Regions from separate parts of the Mus musculus genome. Here regions 2 and 3 are each linked to region 1. Evidence: chromatin contacts called from public promoter capture Hi-C data. All regions are on one chromosome and are shown on one strand. Each heading gives the region's core, a stretch centred on a gene start, on an enhancer-like site or on the middle of the called end of the contact. The rest is flanking DNA. Distances are from core to core; before and after follow the strand shown.

Evidence for each region. Promoter capture Hi-C pulls out the DNA fragments that hold promoters and counts their contacts.
Region 2: a contact with region 1 is called in a promoter capture Hi-C map of liver, with 5 times the contacts expected there. The contact joins the promoter of Cxcl12 here to the promoter of Syn2 in region 1. A contact is called at or near these places in 2 of 39 promoter capture datasets (liver and pre-B cells).
Region 3: a contact with region 1 is called in a promoter capture Hi-C map of liver, with 4 times the contacts expected there. The contact joins the promoter of Rasgef1a here to the promoter of Syn2 in region 1. A contact is called at or near these places in 2 of 39 promoter capture datasets (both in liver).

The regions. Positions count from the first base shown.
Region 1 is chr6:115,133,492-115,137,198 of GRCm38.p6, reverse strand. It overlaps Syn2 (synapsin II), which reads right to left and starts at 2,297. Exons shown (of 13, transcript NM_001111015.1): 1 at 1,739-2,297. The coding sequence starts at 2,118. Gm17733 (predicted gene, 17733) reads left to right here and starts at 2,364. Exons shown (of 2, transcript NR_132436.1): 1 at 2,364-2,584.
Region 2 is chr6:117,166,853-117,170,849 of GRCm38.p6, reverse strand. Cxcl12 (chemokine (C-X-C motif) ligand 12) reads right to left here and starts at 2,315. Exons shown (of 3, transcript NM_021704.3): 1 at 2,134-2,315. The coding sequence starts at 2,194.
Region 3 is chr6:118,064,228-118,068,182 of GRCm38.p6, reverse strand. Rasgef1a (RasGEF domain family, member 1A) reads right to left here and starts at 1,798. Exons shown (of 13, transcript NM_027526.1): 1 at 1,721-1,798. The coding sequence starts at 1,738.

The sequences.
Region 1 (3,707 bases), core at 1,048-3,547:
CGTACTTTCCCACATTACCTTCCTGTTATTCCCCATTACCTTTCCCAGTTCCTGATAAAGGTCTTTTCTACTCTACTATCTTGAAAAATAAGGGCCAACCACACAACCCACCCAGAGGAAATGATTCCAGCATGGTAACAGCAGGAAGCCCTACAGCTCCAGGTAACATGTCACTTCCACCAGTTCATCCCAGCACCCCCTCTCTCCCTCTCTCCCTCTCTCTCTCTCTCTCTCTTTCTCTCTCCTCTCTCTTTCTCTCTCCCTCCCTCCCTCCCTCCCTCCAAGTCTCTCAGTGAAGGAATGGCAGAGAAAGCACAACAGGAAAGCAGCTACAAGAGAAATAAACAGCTCTGGGGTCCCTGTGTCTTCCTCTTGGGAAGAATTCTCAGGTGCAGGCACCAATCAACCTCATCCCCTTAGGAAAAGGAAAACAAAAATTGCTCCCTCACATTCCAAAGGAAAAAACACCTAAGGCTCTGGCCTTTTCATGGTTCCATACCCACCAGTCAGCCCACCATCCACCATCGCTTAAGTCAGCGTCCTACTGCATCAAAGGAACCACTCTGAAGCTCTTAATTAGTCTTCAGTGGACCTCATTCATGTGTTTCTCAACTAAACCTAACACCTTCCCCAATCATCCCCATTCCCTATAGCTCTTTTTAAAAGAAGAAAAAGAAAAGAAAGAAAGAAAAGAAAAGCATTCTTGAAGTTTCCCCTTTACTGCATTAAGGCCAATCATTTTATTTGTGCCCTTTAACAATATGTAATGTTTTTACTTAGGTCTTCATCATCCAGCTGAAAAAGCCACCATCGTTTACACACAAACACAGGAGCACGCATGCTCGCATGCACGCACGCACGCGCACACACACACACACACACACACACACACACACACGCACACACACACACGGAGGGAGGGAAGGAGGGAGGGAGGGAGGGAGGGAGGGAGGGAGAGAAGGGAAGAGAGAGAACAAAATTTTTAAAACATATATCCCCTCCCTGTTGCATATATATAATAATCTCATTATTTTTAAACAGATGTCAATCACACTCTGAGACACCTGTGATCTAACCCACCTTGATATCAATACAGGTACAGGTTTAAAACAAAACAAACAAACAATAACAACAACAAAAACACCTATCCAACTTAAATACTAATATCCACTCCCAACTCATTCCAAACCTTGCAGACTAGAATCTTTTTTGGTGTCCTTTATTTTGATGGCCATCTGGGTCCATTTTCACCTTAGCTTGTATGCGTCTAAACTGTTAAGCCTGCCCCCCCCCCACCATAAGTATTTGTGTTTTGTTTTTGTTTTTTATTAGTTCTTTGAGGATGTTGTACAACCTGTTTTGATCATCTTCACCCTCCCTCCCCCAGCTCTTTCCAGATCCATCCCTCCTTCTCTTCCTTCCCAACTTTGTGGTGTCCCCACCACCACTGTCACAGCCAATATGTGCTGCCCAAATATTCTTGGCTGTGTGGCCTTCCTTTAGAGCGTGGTCGACTTATCACTATTTTTAAGCTCCATTGGTGCTTAATGAAGTAGCTTGCTCTGCCACCGGCCTGGAGGCCACCGAGTCCTTTACCTTAGGACCCATGTCTCTGGGAGGTCAACGCCTGCCCTCGCCCCTCCCACACACAGACACCTGCTCGTCCCCGGTGCTCTCCCGGGTGACCTCGAGGGTCCATCTTCACACCCTGCCCCCGGCGGACCCCGCAGGGGCCTACCAGTCGGTGTGCGGCTCGTCGACCACCAGCAGCACCTTGGCCTTCCTGGAAGCGGCCGAAGGTGCGGGCGCGTCCACCAGGCCGGCGGAGGCGGCCGTCTGCTTCACCGCTTGCGACAGCGAGCTGAAGAAGCTGCTGCCCACCGACGGCGTCGGCGCGGGCTGCGGCGCCGGCTGCGGCGCGGGTGCCTGGGCGGGTGGCGGCCTGCGCTCGGGACCGGGCGAGGCAGCTGAGGTGGCCGCCGACGCCGTAGCGGCACCGGGGCCAGGGGCAGGAGGGGGCTGCTGCGGCTCCGGGCGCTGAAGGTCAGTCATGTAGCCATTGGGCAGGTTGGCGATGAAGCTGCTGTCCGACAGCCGGCGCCTCAGGAAGTTCATCATCTGGCTTGAGGGGCTGAGGGCGCTCGAGGCGGCGGGCCAAGCGGCGCGGGGAGGACGGCGCGGGGACACCGAAGGTGGTCCGCGTCTCCGGGAGCCCAGCAGACAGCCGCGGCGCTCTGGGTCTGGGGAGCGAGCCTGTTAGCGAGGGAGCAGTGGGCGGTGCCGAGGGCGTGACTACTTCTGTCTCCGCCCCTCTCCGCAGAGCCTGCTCCGCCCCCGCCTACTCGCGCGTCCCCCGCCTTTTCAGGCTCTGGCGCAAAGAGAAGGGAGAGTGTCCCCTCCCGCCACCTGAGCGTGACTGTGTGGGAACCAGGAGCTCTCGCAGTGTGGAGGGAAGGAAAGCCGAGAGTCTCCCACCATCATCACCTTCGTGGTTTCAAGAGGAGAGTCGTGTCCCAGTTCCAGACGAAGACACCATCCTAATACCATCTAGTTAGAAGAGAGGTGTCAGCTTCCCTACCCTGAGGTGAGAGAAAAGAGCTACACCTGCCCCTCCACCCGCTCTGGCGTGTGTGTGCGCGCGCACACACACCCAGGACCACCATTCAGTGAGCAAAGCGAAGCATTTCCTTTCCTGAAGCTCAGGAAAATGATGCCAAAGTCCCCAACTTTCAGATGAGAAGGAATGGACTAATCTGTTGCTGCTAATGCGCACCTTGTATGCTGAGACCTGAATGAATGAATGGATGGATGGATGGATGAATGAATGAATGAATGAATGAATGAATAAAAGCTGCCTACCCGTGCTGAATGGGAAAAACCTCTCCCTGACCCAAAAGGTGGGAGTCCAGACCACAATGAAGTAGAGGGCTACCTCACCCTCCTTGAGGAAGAAGGAACCTAAGCAGACCCTCTCCACACTGCCCTGGAGGACATTAGGAGGCAATTTCTGTGCCCCACTTAATAGTGCACAATTCTCTCCCTGACCAGAGAGAGAGAGAGCACGCGCGCGCGCAAGAGAGCCCGAGAAGACTGAAAATGTCTTTTCAGGATCCCTCAGACAGATAGCCAAGGCTACCCCCTCAATTTGCTTCCCTGACATACATTGTTCCCCAGTGTTGTAGGGCGACCTAGTCCCCTAACTGACCATCTCCATGAAGGTTTATCTGACTACCAACTTCTCTGTGCACTCTCTAAATTTTGTGTGCTCTTTGAACCTTTGTTTTGATCTGTCTTCAGGTATATTAGTCCCCTACATTTGTATCTGGACAAAATGTAGCAGATGTACTTGACAGGCAGACCACCTGGAGTGATGCACGACTTTGGGCAAATTACTCCCTTGAACCTTTTTCTTCCACAGCTAATAAAAACAGATAGCACTTTTCAAAGCTGCTGGAGTAAATGAGAACATGTAGGTAAAGCGTCTGGTACGCAGTAGATAAGCCAGTAGTGGGGCCTAAGTCCTTATTCTTATTTCTCAGTAGTATTAGCTAGTCTGAATGGAATCAGTGAGGGTCTTGACACTAATGTTAGCAGGGTGTTCCTGTTTTGTATATCCCAGTTGGTTCTCAGGTCTAAGCCAATAGCATCAGAGAGGCCTGCAGCCAATTGTGAAAATAACCAATAAAATTAGAAAGCAACCCTTGTCT
Region 2 (3,997 bases), core at 1,066-3,565, 2.0 Mb before region 1:
GCATCCCCAAATGTTTCAATTTATGGGTCTTTTCACCAAAGTTTAAAAGTATGACTGAGAATAGTTAGCCCCAGGATTTTAAGTTTGCTTATTTAGAGTTCCAGGAGACTTCTGGGTATTCTGAAGTTCACTGCCTTTGGGAAGCAGCTGGAGAAGTGGACCGAATTAAATATATGATGGGATTATCTTCTTCTGCAAGCATTATTTAGCTAAGGGATGCATGCCCCAGGAAGGGTAGTGTCTTTAGACTCTAAAGCATAGGAAAACCAGACTTCAGGTACAGACCAAAGTCTAATCCAGCTCTGCTGCCACCCTGGACTTGGGAATCTAGAGAGCTTGGCTTAGGGAACCAGGGGTCCATTCAATCTAACAAGCCTGGCAAGCCTGCTGCTCTGGGTTTAACCAAAGAAGCCTCCGGTGTCTACTATCTAGCTTCTGAGTTGGAGTAGCTGATGGGAAAAGACAGGAACCACAGCAAGGTTAGCCGTGCTGCAACTTGAGGGCTGTGTAAGATCAGAGGGCACACAGGCACTAGGAGGTAAAAAAGTTCATTCGGGCAGCACAATGGGGTCCTGCCTAGAGAACAGGTCTGATCCAGACACTGTCAACAATCCGACTCTTCCTAGGGTCAGAATATGTTGAGGGTGAGACAACTTTTACTCTGGATAATTGCACTCCAACCTTGAGGACCTGAGTCCTACATTCTTGCCCCATACCTAACTTGCCAGAGGCTGTGACCCTTGCAACATCACCAGCTCATTCAATTATTAATGCCCAAATCAATGTGCTCCATGACGGGGCACTGGGGGACCAGTGGGAAGGCTCAGCCTCCCGGGTGTTCTCGGTAACAAAAAAAAAAAAAAAAAAAAAAAAAAAAATCGAAACTGCCTTTCATTTCTTTTTTTTTACTACTCCGATCAGCAACTGACTATTCTTTTACAGAACATTTCCCTCGGACTAGGCAACTCCAACCATTCCCGTACCCCGTTGTCACAGGGAAAGAACCCAAACGAACGAGTTGGTGTACTTGGGCAGCATTTAGAGCTCAGTCTCACCAAGAGCCCCGACTGTCCCTCAGTTCTCTCCAGGAAACACCACTGCGGAGGAAGGCAGGGGATCGACTAGTAGGATTTTGTTTTGTGTTCAGAGGCAATGGTTTGTTTTGTTTTGCAGCAACGGTGTCTTGTAACAGCGCTGAGAGTTTTCTCTTCAGTGTCAAAAAAAGAAAACAAAATGAAAGCCCTTTCCCAGTGAAAGAAGACACCACCCTGGGTCTGGGAGACTGAACTCCGCTGCAGCTCTCATTCCAGAGCTGAGGACTCCGGGGCTGGCTACAAAAGCGCCCGTTTGCAGGTGTGTTTGGGGGTTGGGGAGAGGTGTGCATATAGCTTGGGTAACTGCTGAGCCTTTGTCTAGTGACCCGGGTAAGAAGAAAAAGGGGCAGTGAAGAGACGCGTGCTCAGGTCCGCGTCGCTACGGACCAACGAACTGTGCAGAAGCGCGGCCCTGGCTGGCAGCGCGAGTTCAAGAGCTGCGCTGCGCTGCTGGTGGCCCTGAGCCCCTCGAGGGTGCTGTAAGAGAACACGCTACACCCGCAGGGGACGAAACTCAGCCTCACCACTGAACCTATAGCCAAGCCATGCACTTCGAGCTACTTGACCGGTCTTTGAGAGTTTGCTGACACACGCACCACCCGAGTGAACCTCTTGCACGGTCAACTCCGGGACCGCGCTGCCCTTCGCCTCTGGAAACATCTGGGCGCCGGTAGACACTAGCTGAGTGCAGCTGGCGCGCTCCGGGGCCCAAGCCCCGGACACAATCGCCCACGCTTCCATTCCGCGCCGAACCCACTCTTGCCCAACAATCCTGCGGGTCCTCCCCTGCAGCCCTCTCTAGGTCCTATGGCCGCACTTCGCAGAGCACAAAACCTCGGTGCGACCCGTGGGACACGGGAAAGGGCACCCGGTGGGAGTGCGCCCTGCAAAGTGGACTGCCCCAAGTTCGCTTGTAGTGAACGGCGCCGACCGAGTTCTTTCTCCGCGACTTCGGCGCGGGCAGAGGAACCGCGGACCCGAAGGAGCTCCGGCGCAGAGCTGCGAGCCTTTCCCGGGCCCGGCCGCGGATTGCACTCACCGTCACTGATGCAGAGCGCGGCCAGCACCAGGGCCAGCACGGCGACGACCTTGGCGTCCATGGCGTGGGCGGGAGGGCGCGCCGGAGGCTGCAGAGCTGGACAGCAAGAGGACACCGAGGTGGACCGAGAGTGAAAGTGCGGCAGCGGGAGGCGAGCGCTGGGCGCTTTAGAGGCGAAAACCAGGCGGGGCGGGGCGGGGCTCATCAAGGGGCGGGCCTGGAGTGTGGCTGGGGTCTCTGACGCGCATCCCCTGCGGAGCAGCCGCCCTTCCAGTTCCCTACCTACCCACCCCCTTCTTGGCGCCCTCAGTGTCCGCGGCTCCGCTGGGTGCTGAGACCTTTGATCTTCCCAGTCCCCAACTTGGGCGGGCTCTTTGGACCTGAATTGTAAAGAGGCTGGGTCGTAGAGCTTAATGCTCCCATCCTGCAGATAGAGAAACTAAGGGGCTGTCAAAGGCACAAGCCGTGAAATAAGAACCTGAGAGACGAAACAGTCTGTTTCGCCGCATCCAAAAGTTGCCAGAGTACCCTTTCTTTCGTGCCAGGAACTTAAGCTGACCCACCTCATGTCCAGGGTGTCTGTGCCGCAGTGGACTGCTAGGCTTAGGGCAACGTGGACCAATCTACAGTTAGAATAACTTGGATTCCCAGCCAAAGTCTCACTACAGTCATTCCCGGGAAGATGCATTCTAACGTAGGGCTGCGCTACCGAGCAAAGAGACCAAACAGGTCTCCCAGAGATACTCAGTATCGTGAATTTTCTTTGCCACCTCCCCTCTGTACCCCTATTCTCTCGACTGGGGGTGGGTGGATGGTACGAATAGTGGGTGGGTGATTACAACTCTCACCCTGCAGAATGGAAACGGAGGAGAAATGACTGGGTCTCACTCCCGCGAAACGTCCTGATTCTCTGTGCTTGGTTTTAATGTGTGTTCAGTTAATGGAAGCTGGAAACAACTTCTTAAACTTCAGTGTTTCCTGCCTTTCCAGAAGAAAGTCCAGTGTTCTAAAAAGGACCAAAGAGTTCCCTAAGGCCCCGCTCCCTAAAACCCTGCTTCAGAAAGTGGTCATTGGCGCTTTACAAATAGACCCATTGGTGTTCAGCCCTGCCAATAGATCGTTGTGTTCCACTCTGGTCAACCAAAACAACCCCAACCCGGGTGTGGGGAGACACGGGGGAGGGGGCAGACTGAATCTTGGAGGGCTAGAGGCTTTGGGCAGCGTCCTTTGGACCTTCCACTGCCACAGGCAGTGTTGGCCATGCTTCGACCACTTTTCCCACATAGCCAATTAGCGATTTGGATTCTGTTATCATGTTCACCCAAGGGAGTGCACAACAGAGACTTGCCTCTGTCTCAGGGCAATCTGGGAATCATATTTGTGAAGCAGTGGCCAGGACCTTTGGGCCTGGGGCTCCACCTAGGGACTAAAGAAGGGTGGAGAAGGTCAAGAGGAAAATGTTCCAGCCATGAGAGTATCTTAAACAATTCCGCTAAGCACTTTGCATCCATTCATTTGTCAGACACACTTTAGGGACTCAGCTTCAAATCTGGAACCGCGCCGACCTGGTCCCTGTGTTTAAAAAGTAGCATTTCAGAGAAGGCAGCCATCCATTTCTACCGGCTTTTGCGCTATCCTGAGCGTTCAGTATGCTAAACTCTGAACTTGCTGGCCCTGTTGTACTGCAGGATCGGCAGAGGCTAGGCTCCGGCGCCCTCTGGTGGTCTTATCTCCCATGCTCCAGTAATCCGAGATCAAGCGCTTGGGATACCTGATGCCTGTAAAACAGTAAAACAGTAAAAAAAAAAAAAAAAAAAAAAAAAAAAAAAAAAAGACCAGATGCTCCTAGGCAAAAGCTCTGAGC
Region 3 (3,955 bases), core at 549-3,048, 2.9 Mb before region 1:
GTCATGCTGGTCTCTAGTGCTCCCAAAAGCCCAACCTCCCACACAGATGGCTTCCCCACCCAGGCCTGCCCTGTCTTCCTTAAATGTTCCCACTCACCTAGTTCTTTCTCACTCTTCTTCAGTGGGGTCCTTACACCCACAGGACATCTCTGACGCCTCTTCTGGCTACCCTGACAAAGGCACAAACATCACCCCACACTGGTAGTCAGCTCGCTAAGCCCAAGTGTGCCACACATCCCTGGGGAGACCGGGGCAGGCTGTGTAGCCCCCTGGTGGTTAGTAGAATGATGTGTGTCAATGAGCTAGAACTGAGGTGCCAATGTAGGGCCCCTTCCTGTCCTAGGACCCTGTCAACCTGTTCCCCAGCAAAAAGTAGGTGGCACAGCAGAGTGACGCAGGATGGGTATTAGCAGAGGAAACAGTCACCGGAGCTGAGCATCGTTTTACGTCTGCATGATACCAGAATCATCCTTCCTGATGCACTCCTGCTGTGGGCTACTCCTCTACGTTCATCTTTAGTCCTTTCTGCCATGTAACTTAGTCTGTATATTACTCACTGTGGAGGTGCTCAACCTTCCTAATGTTGCGACCCTTTAATGCTGTTCTTCGTGTTGTGCTGAGCCCCAGCCATAAAATGTATTTCGCTGATACTTCATAAGTATAATTTTGCTACTGCTATGAATTATAATGTAAATATCTGACATGCAGGCTATCTGAGAGGCAACCCCTTGAAAGGGTCGTTTAACCCCAAGGGGTCTTGACCCACAGGTTAAGAACCAATGATTTTCTGGCACCCAGATGAGCTCTGTGAGGATAAGAACTGTTGCCTGCTTAGTTCTCTGCAAACCACAGTGCCAGCGCATAGCAGGTGCTTAATAAATGTGCATTGTCTGTCCTACATCTTCAGCCCATTAATGTTGGCTCCTCATCTCCACTCTTCCAAATCAATGGTCTGCACTGGGTCTGGTCTAGACAGGTCTGTGTACTGCTCCTGAATCCCACTGCCCACTATGGCTCAAAACAGCTAGAAAGGTGCAGTGGTGGCTCAGGCCCAGGGTTAATTTTAGGGAGATTCTCAGCCTTCCCCTCACTAGGCACTCTTCTCTTTAAACACATGACATTTGAGAATGCACAGGCACAGCCTTGCCCCCACACCTGCCTCCTCTTAACGGCTCTCACTTAAGCCTCCCATATATAAACACGTCCTCTCTCCCGCCCACACATCGCACATACAAGCGCACACCTCCCACATGATCAACCACTCCATCACAGACCGCCCCCACTCCAAGCACTTATGGAGTAAACAGTGGTTCTGAGCCCAAGGATAGGGGAAATTCCAAGATCGCCACTGCTTTTTACAAGTCTGCTCTGTCCAGGACAGCCCTTTGCTTTCTCTTCTGCCGCACCCGGACCCTGCTGCGAAACACCCCACCCCACCCCCACCCCCTGCAGGTTTTCAAGTGGCGCTTTACAGCGGAGCCGCTGGTGTCAGCAGAGGCTAGGAAGGCAGCAGCTGCACCTTGGGCGAGGCCCAAGTGGCGGCAGGTGTCCGGGCAGGGACAGGAGAGAGAGTTGCCCTGGTTGTCCTGGGGGCGAGCACCCTCCTGGCCGCGCTTCCCAAGCTCTGGGGCACAGAAACCTTAACCTTGCGGTCCTGCTGTGGTCAAGACACTGCCCTGGAGTGCTCCTAACCCGCAGTCCCGCACTGCCACAACCCTACCTGGGGCTCCAGAAACATCCTGGCTACAGCTCCCGCTACCGGACCCGCAGGCGGTGTAGAAGCCCGACTACCCTCCGGGGCTGAGCCAGTGCCGCCCAAGCCCGGGGACTTCCCTCCCGTGACCCAGCCACCTCCCGCCCGGGGCGGGGCTGGCGAGCCTCGTGAACAAGACCCTGGGAGGAGCACTAGCAAGGGACAGGGCGAGGCACAGTGAGGCGTGAGCACCCGCAGGGTTTGTGGTGCTAGGTTTGGGAATGGCGTAAGGGTCAAGGCTCTGGGCTCTGGGCGGGGTGGGTCGTCTTGCTGGTGAAGTCCAGGAAGGAGAGGGGAGGGGAGGGGAGGGGAGGGCCAGGAAGGGTCCCAGACTCCTCCTTGGAGACTGAACGCTACAGAGCTACCGCAGGTGCCCAAGCAGCGCTTAGTTCAGATGCTTCCCCTGCCGGGCGGGCGCTCGCTCCACACAGCTGTAGTCTGAAGTGTCTTGAATCCTCAGTCCTTCTATCATCCCCAGAACGCCAGGGATACAGCAGCTGCTGTCGTGGAAGGGCTAATCCGAGTAAGGGATATGCCTGGTGCCTGTCTCTGAGGATCTATCTCACCTCACCCCCACCCCCACCCCACTCCCTGCACTAGGAAAGAATCCTGTCAGGTGCCTCCCACCGCAGCTCCAGCTCTTAGAGTTTAGATGGCAGCGGTGGGCTGAAATGAAGAATGCCCTCTCTGGGGATCTGAAACTAAGGAAGCAGATAGAGGCTGGGAGGGCAGAGAGAGCTGGGCCAGGTTCTAGGAGTCAAAGCTGCTCTCAGCTGGAACCATAGACCATAGACGGGGCAGAGGATGCCCAGGGGGGATTAAACAATCCTATGAGAGCACACAAGCAAGCCATGGTCCCTAATGGAGACTGATGACCCGGACTTTACCCCACCCTGTCTGATCTCTGCCCAGCGGCCTGAGGGAGCACACTTCTCTCCTGCCATCTCCCTTCCCCTCTTTCTCCATCAGCTCTCTTAGCACAAAGATCCATCAGCAGACAGACTCTTGGGTAGTTAGTTCAGTCTTGTGGAACTCTGAATGTTGGGCTCATTCCCTTGTCTCCTAGGAGGACCCAGGCCCTCTGGGCTCTGCCTCCCCTGACGTCTCTACCAGCTCGCACTGTCGCTGGACCCCACCTTTCTTCTCAGGGGTCTCAGAGCCCATAGTATTTATTCCCTCCTGGAACAGCTCCACAGATGGCGGGGAGGAGGGTGCATCAGCTTTCACACAGGGCCCCCCTCTTCCAGCCCTGCATCTTGTTCCAGGGGATGCAAAGCTCACAGTGACCTCTGCTGGCGAATCTTGTCAAGACCCACCTAGACCCTCGGGTGCTGGGCCCTTGCTAGGCTCAGGTCATTCCTTCAGACTGCTCTTCTAATACCAAGAGAAACAAAACTGGAGTTCTACTTCTAGGAAGTTACCTGTCCCTGCCTTCTTTAGCCCTGTTCCTTGACCCTCTAGGACACCTGGGTCCTAAGAGGGTGATGGCATTTCTCCCACATGCACAGTTAACAAGCCAGTTGCCACCTGCTCCAGAGCAAGCTTTCCCCAGGGAGCCTATCTAGTCCCATCTCTGGCAGACATGGATGAAGCTGTCTGTCACAAGTCTGACCTCAGCATGCATATATGCATCAATCCACATCTTTCCCAGCGTCCAGGGACCTAGGGAAGCTGGCAGGCTAAAGGCTGACTCCTGTCAGATGTCCTGCTTAAAGCTATCTCGCAGCAAGGGCTTGTGGTGCCCGACCCAAGACACCATTGGAAAGTGGAGATGTGATGCGGTCTGTAAACAGCTGCTGGGGTTACTGGAAAGGCAAGACACATGGGAGGACATGCTTCCCTCCTTACTCCAGACAGCGGGGGCTGTCCTTAACAGTCCTTGTCTATAAGAGACTACCCTGAGAGTGATTGAAAAAAGAGGCAGAGAAGCCTGGCTCTGTGATGAAAGTGACAGGGCCATCCTCATAAGCACAGGACAAAATTGTAAGCTATAGCATTTTGTCTGCTTCCGCGGGTGGATGGACTCCATTGGGGCCCAAGTAAGGTCTGGGCACTTTGGTCTTAAATTGCAGTGCTTCAGTAAAGATCACAGTGAAAAGCGGAGTCCCGGGGCCTCGGGGTTCTGTTGCTCTCTCTCTGTGAGGACCTCAGCTCCTCTAACCTGGCTTAGCATGGAGTGCTTCCCCAGGTGTGGGGTCACAC